Linked DNA regions of Capsicum annuum: region 1 is linked to region 2. The links are chromatin contacts, called in public Hi-C maps. All regions are on one chromosome and are shown on one strand. The core of a region is the stretch at or near the end of the contact, and the rest is flanking DNA. Distances in the headings are between cores, read along the strand shown. Region 1 holds the start of LOC107855048 (formimidoyltransferase-cyclodeaminase). Region 2 has its middle 12 kb from the start of LOC107855035.

The links. Hi-C and Micro-C count contacts between places; a contact is called where the count stands out from the background.
Region 1: a Hi-C map of leaf shows a contact between it and region 2, with 2.0 times the contacts expected there. The contact joins the promoter of LOC107855048 here to the enhancer-like site in region 2. A contact is called at or near these places in 2 of 5 Hi-C or Micro-C datasets (bud and leaf).

What each region holds. Positions count from the first base shown.
Region 1 is chr7:202,875,254-202,878,931 of UCD10Xv1.1, forward strand. It overlaps LOC107855048 (formimidoyltransferase-cyclodeaminase), which reads right to left and starts at 1,301. Exons shown (of 2, transcript XM_016700036.2): 1 at 648-1,301. The coding sequence starts at 1,017.
Region 2 is chr7:202,740,330-202,743,716 of UCD10Xv1.1, forward strand. No RefSeq gene overlaps it. Among protein-coding and RNA genes, the nearest start is that of LOC107855035, 12 kb to the right of the region's middle. Within about 2 kb of position 1,267, at least 1 of the 5 cell types and tissues checked has an H3K27ac peak or open chromatin away from gene starts, as enhancers often do. A contact at or near this core is called in leaf, where this site is marked.

The sequences.
Region 1 (3,678 bases), core at 51-2,550, 130 kb after region 2:
GAATCCGGACTGATTCTCAGAAATAGACATGATCCTTTTAACCTTGTTATTTATCAGTTCCTAGTTTAACCTAGTTATTACTATAGTCATTTCTCAATACATATCCCAAAGCACCGAAGTTATTATATTCAAAGGTGATATTGTTAAATTCTCATTCTATTTGTTGCATCTTAAGCAGTGTGCCAAGTCAATACTAGACAAACAAAATTGGACAGGGGAATATAAGGTGGACAGAGTTAGTACATGTTAATTTAGTCGAGTTGCACACAAACTAGTTACAATACCATCATTATAACAAAAAAACATTTATAAGAGGTGCAGTACTATGAAACTAGTTAAGGTGCACACAATAAAGGGTGTATCACCAAAATAATACTCCCTCCGTTCACGCATACTATTCATTATTCCAAAAATAAATTTATACTTTTACTCATCACTTTTAACATATCAAGAAAAGACAATTACTTTTTTAAGGTTTCACACTCAACATTAATTACTTATTCCAAAAATCATTCCTCACCACCTAAGAATATACATCAATTACTATTAACATTATGGTAAAATATTCATATTAATATTATTTTGTAAGGAGCATACAAAGTGCAAAATGGACAAGTAAAAATAAATAGAGGGGGTAAAAGACAAACCTTGAAGATTAGAACCAACTTCAAATGCCAAAGACTTAGCAGTATCAGCAATCAAATCCAAAGAAGTTCCACTCAAGGGATGAAAACAAATATGGTCCACAACACCAAGCCTAGGATGAGTCCCACAATGTTCTTGAAAATCAATTTTCTCAAATGCAACTTTAACCATAGCAAAAGATGCATTCTTTAAATTGGTAGAAAATTTGGAAACAAGTGTGTAACCAACTCTGTTGTAAATCTCATCTTCAAACTTGTTAACGATGGGACACTCTGGAAATAATTTAGCAGCTTTTTCAATTGATTTAAGTGCTGCTTTGTTTTTGCTTTCTGATATGTATATCTTACAACAAGATAACAATAATTTTAGCATTTCTTTTCTTGTTCCTGGATTAAAAAATTTTGGTTCAGGAAGAGATTGGTTATGGATTATTTCTACTCCACGTGTAGAATTTTGAGATTGTTCTATGTGTAGTTTGGGCTAGTGATTTGGGTTATCAAGTGGGCTTTAGTAGTTGTTCAAGCCCATACTTTTTGGTAGCCCATTTTGAAAATTTAGTCCTTGTGAAAATCTCTCAGTTGAAAAGAATTTCTGATATTGAAAGGTATAGTCATGATAACTCAATTTGGGAAGAAATATTGTTAGCTAAATGCGAAACTCCAGCATATTGCTGGACTTTGAAACTTTTACATGTGACACTCCAAGATATTGTATTGGAACTCGAAAAAAAATTGTCAGATTCTGGAGTACTAGTTGCACTATTTTGAAATTTTTCTGGAGTTTCATTTACGTCATTTTAAACTTAAGATTTTTTTTTTTGAAGTTCCATTTGCACCATTTTAACAAAAGAAAGATTTCATGGATGCCAGATTTTCAAATGCATAAAGAAAATCATAATCGGGTCAGATATTTGGTTTACCATTTCCCTTTGCCACATAAATATATCACAATAACTTACGTATGAATCTACGAAAGTTATTTTTGCGGGAAGAATATACCAAATAAGAATATGCATATAATAATATTTGAAAATGAGAACCTAAAATGACAAAAACATTTTAGAAGTAATCAAAATTCTTTTCTGATTACCAATTCAAGTTAAATATGTTTAAACAAAACTTGTACATGCTTACTAGTTAAAGACTCCATATAAATCCCACACAAAGTTTTTGGTGTTACTATATGTATATGTGGAGAAGAATATAAGTAGAAATATGAAGGAAAAATAATGTCAAGGGTGCAGAATAGTTCCATGGCTTTATTCTTGAGAGTGAAGCTAGGCTTTTGTATTTGTTCTGTTTGGTTCTACTCAACCAGGTAAATTGCTTGTTGCTAAATATAAGGCCAAACCTTTTGACTATAGCTTATTATGGCATAATCAACAAACTCATTTGGAAAAAAGAAATAGGGATAACAAAAGTCTTACTACATCAAATTTAAGTAAATGCATGTTATGCAACGATGATTTGGTGCAAATAACGGACATAAGCATTTGATTTGAGTTCTTAATTAACCAGAGTCGCGAGATAAGTGAAGATTCACATAACCAACTACAACTTACTTGAGATTGAAATATAATTGTTGTACTTGGTTACTTACGTGCATAGCAAATAAATAATCAGAGATGTATAGTTTTCCATCTTTTCGTTTTTCTAAATCATGGACAGACGAGACTTTGTGCGGATTAAAAAATTAGTTACGTATGAAAAAGAAAAAAGCAAATGGAAGCGAAGTCACACTTGTTGCCCCTAGTTGATCATAAATGCTTATTACAGAAAAAGCCTTCTGAGTTGTCCTGCTGGAGTAGAAACTACTGTTTTGCGCGCCTCAAAATAGGAAAATATAGCTTATTCCGCAAGAGATGCAACAACAACAACATACTCAGTGTAATCCCACAGGTGGGACTGCAAGAGATTAAAAAAAAAAGTCGACTGCGAAGAGAATAAGTAGGCAGTTTAGGTGACTCTTCTCTGTGTGTGTGTGAGAGAGAGAGGGGAAGCAGCAACCAATTTGAGATGACAAGCAGCACACAAGCTGTGACACATTAATCTATACTTGCACTGAGAGAGGGAAGTGAGGCCATTCTTGTTAGGTTGCCCACGACTTCTTTATAAATTTCCTGAAGAACATAGGTAGAGCAAAAACATGAAAGGGCACTTACACAGTCAGAACACAAAGAGATCATATGGAATTCTGTTGCTGCTCGCATTTGGTGCTGCTTTATTTGGAGTTATGACTCTTCACAAGATCAGGGACAGGCGCATCTGCAACCACTTTGTCAAGGAGAAAGACCGTGAAGTTGATGGCCTTAAACTCCTCTTGCAGGTTCCTCTCTCCTCTTCGACTTTTTTTTTTTTTTTTTTTTTGGGTGTGTGTAGAATAAAAAAGGAAATCTTGGTTCATGGCTAACATATATTTACATGCATCTTTCACTTTTCACTACGGAACTTAAGAATACACTGGTGAATGTGAAATCCAAAATCAAGAATCAGTAGACTTTCTGTTATTAGATGTCTTGTGCGATTGAGCTTAGACTTCTTTGGATAAAGTATGCCAAGAACAAAAGTGCATTTTAACTGATGAAACTTTATCTGCCTCTACAACAAATATCTAACTGATGAAGCGTAAACATTGCTTAATGAGAATAAATAAACGGTTTTATGTAGCTTCTCAGAAGAATCTGGTGTTAGGTCCGCTCAGGTGACAAAACACAGACCCTGGATGTTAAATCAACCGTTGAGTGAACAAAAGTGCATTTTAATTTCATAAAGGGAAAAGATGGATGACGAAGTTGTTAATATCCTGTTACACAGTTAATAATTGTACAAAGTAATCTATGACAGTAGAGTTTTTCAACAACAACATACCCAGTGTATTCCCACAAAGTGGGGTCTGAGGAGGGTAATGTGTACATAGTCCTTCCCACTACCTGAAGTAGAGATGCTGTTTCCGATAGACTAATAACAATAGTTATATCTTCTGCCATTATCATACTTTCATGTTTGTTATGCTAACCAAGCTAACATTATTTGT
Region 2 (3,387 bases), core at 17-2,516:
AGGAAAACTTGTTAGATTGTTTCCAAATGAAAGAACTTGAACAGCTCAAGCATTTTCTTGGTATAAAGGTCAGTTACTCTCAAGAAGGAATATTTCTCCATCAGCAAAAATATTCCAGAGAGATGCTAAGGAAGTTCAGAATATTTAAGTGTAAGCCAATCTCGACGCCAATAGAGCCAAACGCCAAAATATGTGCTCATGAAGGGAAAGATTTAGAAGATGCTATAATGTACCGATAGTTGGTAGGAAGTCTTATTTACTTAACCTTAACAAGATCAGATATCTCTTTTGCAGTTGTTCTGATGAGTCGATACATACAACATCCGAAGAAACCTCACTTGGGAGCAGTTTGCCGAATTCTGAGATATATGAAAAATACGGTAGGCTATGATATTATGTACAAAAGAGGTGAAGATTGTAAACTAGTTGGTTATTGTGATGCTGACTATGCAGGTGATCATGATACTCGACGCTCAACTACCGGTTATGTTTTCATGCTTGGGTCTGGAGCATTTTCTTGGTGTAGCAAAAGACAACCAACAGTGTCTTTGTCAACCACTGAAGCAGAGTACCAAGCAACAGGGATGGCAACTCAAGAAAGTAGTTGTCTTATGCAACTGTTAAAGGACTTCCATCAACAAGTGATGTATCCAATTCCTTTGTACTGTGATAATCAGTCAGGAATTTGCTTGGCTGAAAATCCAGTATTTCGCGCAAGGATAGTGGACGAACATTTAAATTAATTAACTGTCCAATTTTTATTTTCTTTTGGTTAAGGTGACAAATATAGTTGACCATGTCCAGTCAGGGAGTACTTATGCTCTTCAGAGCGCAAAGAAACCACAGAAGAGCTTTCTAATGTGCAAGTCCATTGCTACTATAATTTTCTTAAGTTAATTAATTACTCTCTATATTACTATCGCTTAAATGGATAAGACTTTTATCATCTTTGTTCAAGTATTTTGTAGGTCAACCATGTTAATTAAATAATTTAGCACATGATTTGTAAGTAATGTGTTATGAACCAATTGTACCACATTGGAAAAATTGAGAAATGCTAAGAGGTTTATAGGCCAAATGGGTTCTCCTACCTATTAGGCTAATCTTTTGGATTGGGCTCTCCTGTTTGGTTTATAACATTGGTGCTTTCATTGAGAGCCCCACGCGTTGGGCCGTGACTCGGAGTGGTGGCCTGCACGCTAGGAGTGGTGGCTTGAACCCAAGAAGGGTGCCCACCGTGACCAACGAGGATCGATCCACGTGTGGGAGCCGCGTATTGGGCCGTGACTCGTAGTGGTGGCTTGGACCCAAGAGGGGTGTCAGTCGTGACCAACTGAGCATAGTCGTGACCAATGAGGATCGATCCACGCGTGGAGCCACGACTCGGAGCGGTGGACTCTGTGCGCCAAGAGTGGTGGCCTGGACCTAAGAGGGGCGCCAACCGTGACCAACGAGGTCGTTGGTTCTCAAGTGGAGGCGATTGTTATGAATCAATTGTCCCACATTGGAAAAATAGAGAAATGCTTAAGGAGTTTATAACTCAAATGGATTCTCCCACCTATCAGGCTAGTCTTTTGGATTGGGCTCTCCCGTTTGGTTTATAACATAATGTTCGGAGGTTAATTTAGGGTTGGGCTCTCCTGTTTGGTTTATAACATAATGTTCGAAGGCTAATTTAACACACTTGTTTGGGACTGAAGCGTAATTAAAAAATAATAGGATCACCATCACAATTAAAAGAAGAGATAACAAATGAACATGGCAAAGTAGTTCTTTTCCATTGACCATTCTAAAAGAATACTCACAAAATCAATGTCAAGATCACAATATACAACGATAGAATCGAATGAAAATTTTGTATTTAAGATGAACAAGAAAGAGAAGATATATGTCGACTATGGTGTTCAAGACAAACCAAAAATTTAAATCGAATTGAAGAAAACCAAACCGTCTTTTATTTGGTTTGGTTTTAATTTTAAGCTAAAAATAACCCAAATAACGAAACAAACCGTGTGTATTTTCATAAAAGTTTAAAATTTTATGATACTTATTAATTTTTAGTACTTTTTGGTTAATAATTTATTTGTGGGATTACACTAGATATATTATTATTGTTGTTGTACTCATGGTCCTTAATAGGACTGATTGTTTTATAGTAATTCAATTTTCTTCATTTACTTTTAATTTGACTTGTAACTTTTATTTTCATAATTTCAATAATATATTCATGTGCAAAATAACTTAGAGCAACCTATGAACTAGGACTTTTGAATTTTAAGAATTCGTTGTTGAAAAAGATAGTTGGGGGGAGGGGAGGGGCGCTCCTTTCCGAGGCAGGAAAGCTCAATAATTGCATTTTTTAAATTAGGATTATGTGATTGAATGTCACTAAACAAAATTTCTCAATATGATAGTCATTCCAATCTTTGAATAATTTAATCATTCATCATTATTCAGTTCAATTATCATCAACATATATTGATTTCTTAGAATCTACTCATGTGTTTGAAGGGAAAAGGACAACAATAATTTCAGATGGTGATTTGTGTTTGAGAAATTCATATGGATTAAAAAAAATAAATTTTACGCGATTGAGTCAGTAAAACCTCTAAATTAATATTATCAGGACAATGAGATATTATTCTGGAAAAAAGACACAAATGGCCATTCGGCCAAAACAAATGACTCGACGATGGCCAATGTTTCAAAATTTTAAATTCTAGCCATTTATTGGGCTAATGGTAGGCGGCTGACTCCTTTTTTATTTTGAGCCACTGCTACCTTTTTCTTTAAAAAAAATTACTTTCTATTAATTTTTAATTCCAGTAAATATCACCATAAACACACACACACACAACGGACTTTCTTCTTCAATTAACCATGAACACCAATTTAATTTATCCCTTTACTTATTAACGAAAACAGCAACAACAACTCCAATTGGAATTGAATTTCATTTGAAATTGAATATGTTTTGGGGTTCCAGGCTAGACTTTTCTTTGTAGCTCTTTGTTTTTTAAGAAAATTATTTTTTTGATTGTATTATTGGGAACAATACAATACATATCTACATATATACAATATAATTCAATAGCGAAATAAATATTTTTATACAATAATAATATAATTTTTATGCACAATCTGTACTATACACATCATAGACCAAAAATATCATATACTATACTCTATCAATACAATCATTATATTATATCAATACAATCCCTATAACTATATGGGGCGCTCCTTTTCTAGGCAGGAAAGCTCAATAATTGCATTTTTTAAATTTGGATTATGTGATTGAATGTCACTAAACGAAATTTCTCAATATGATAGTCATTCCAATCTTTGAATAATTTAATCATTCATCATTATTCAGTTCAATTATCA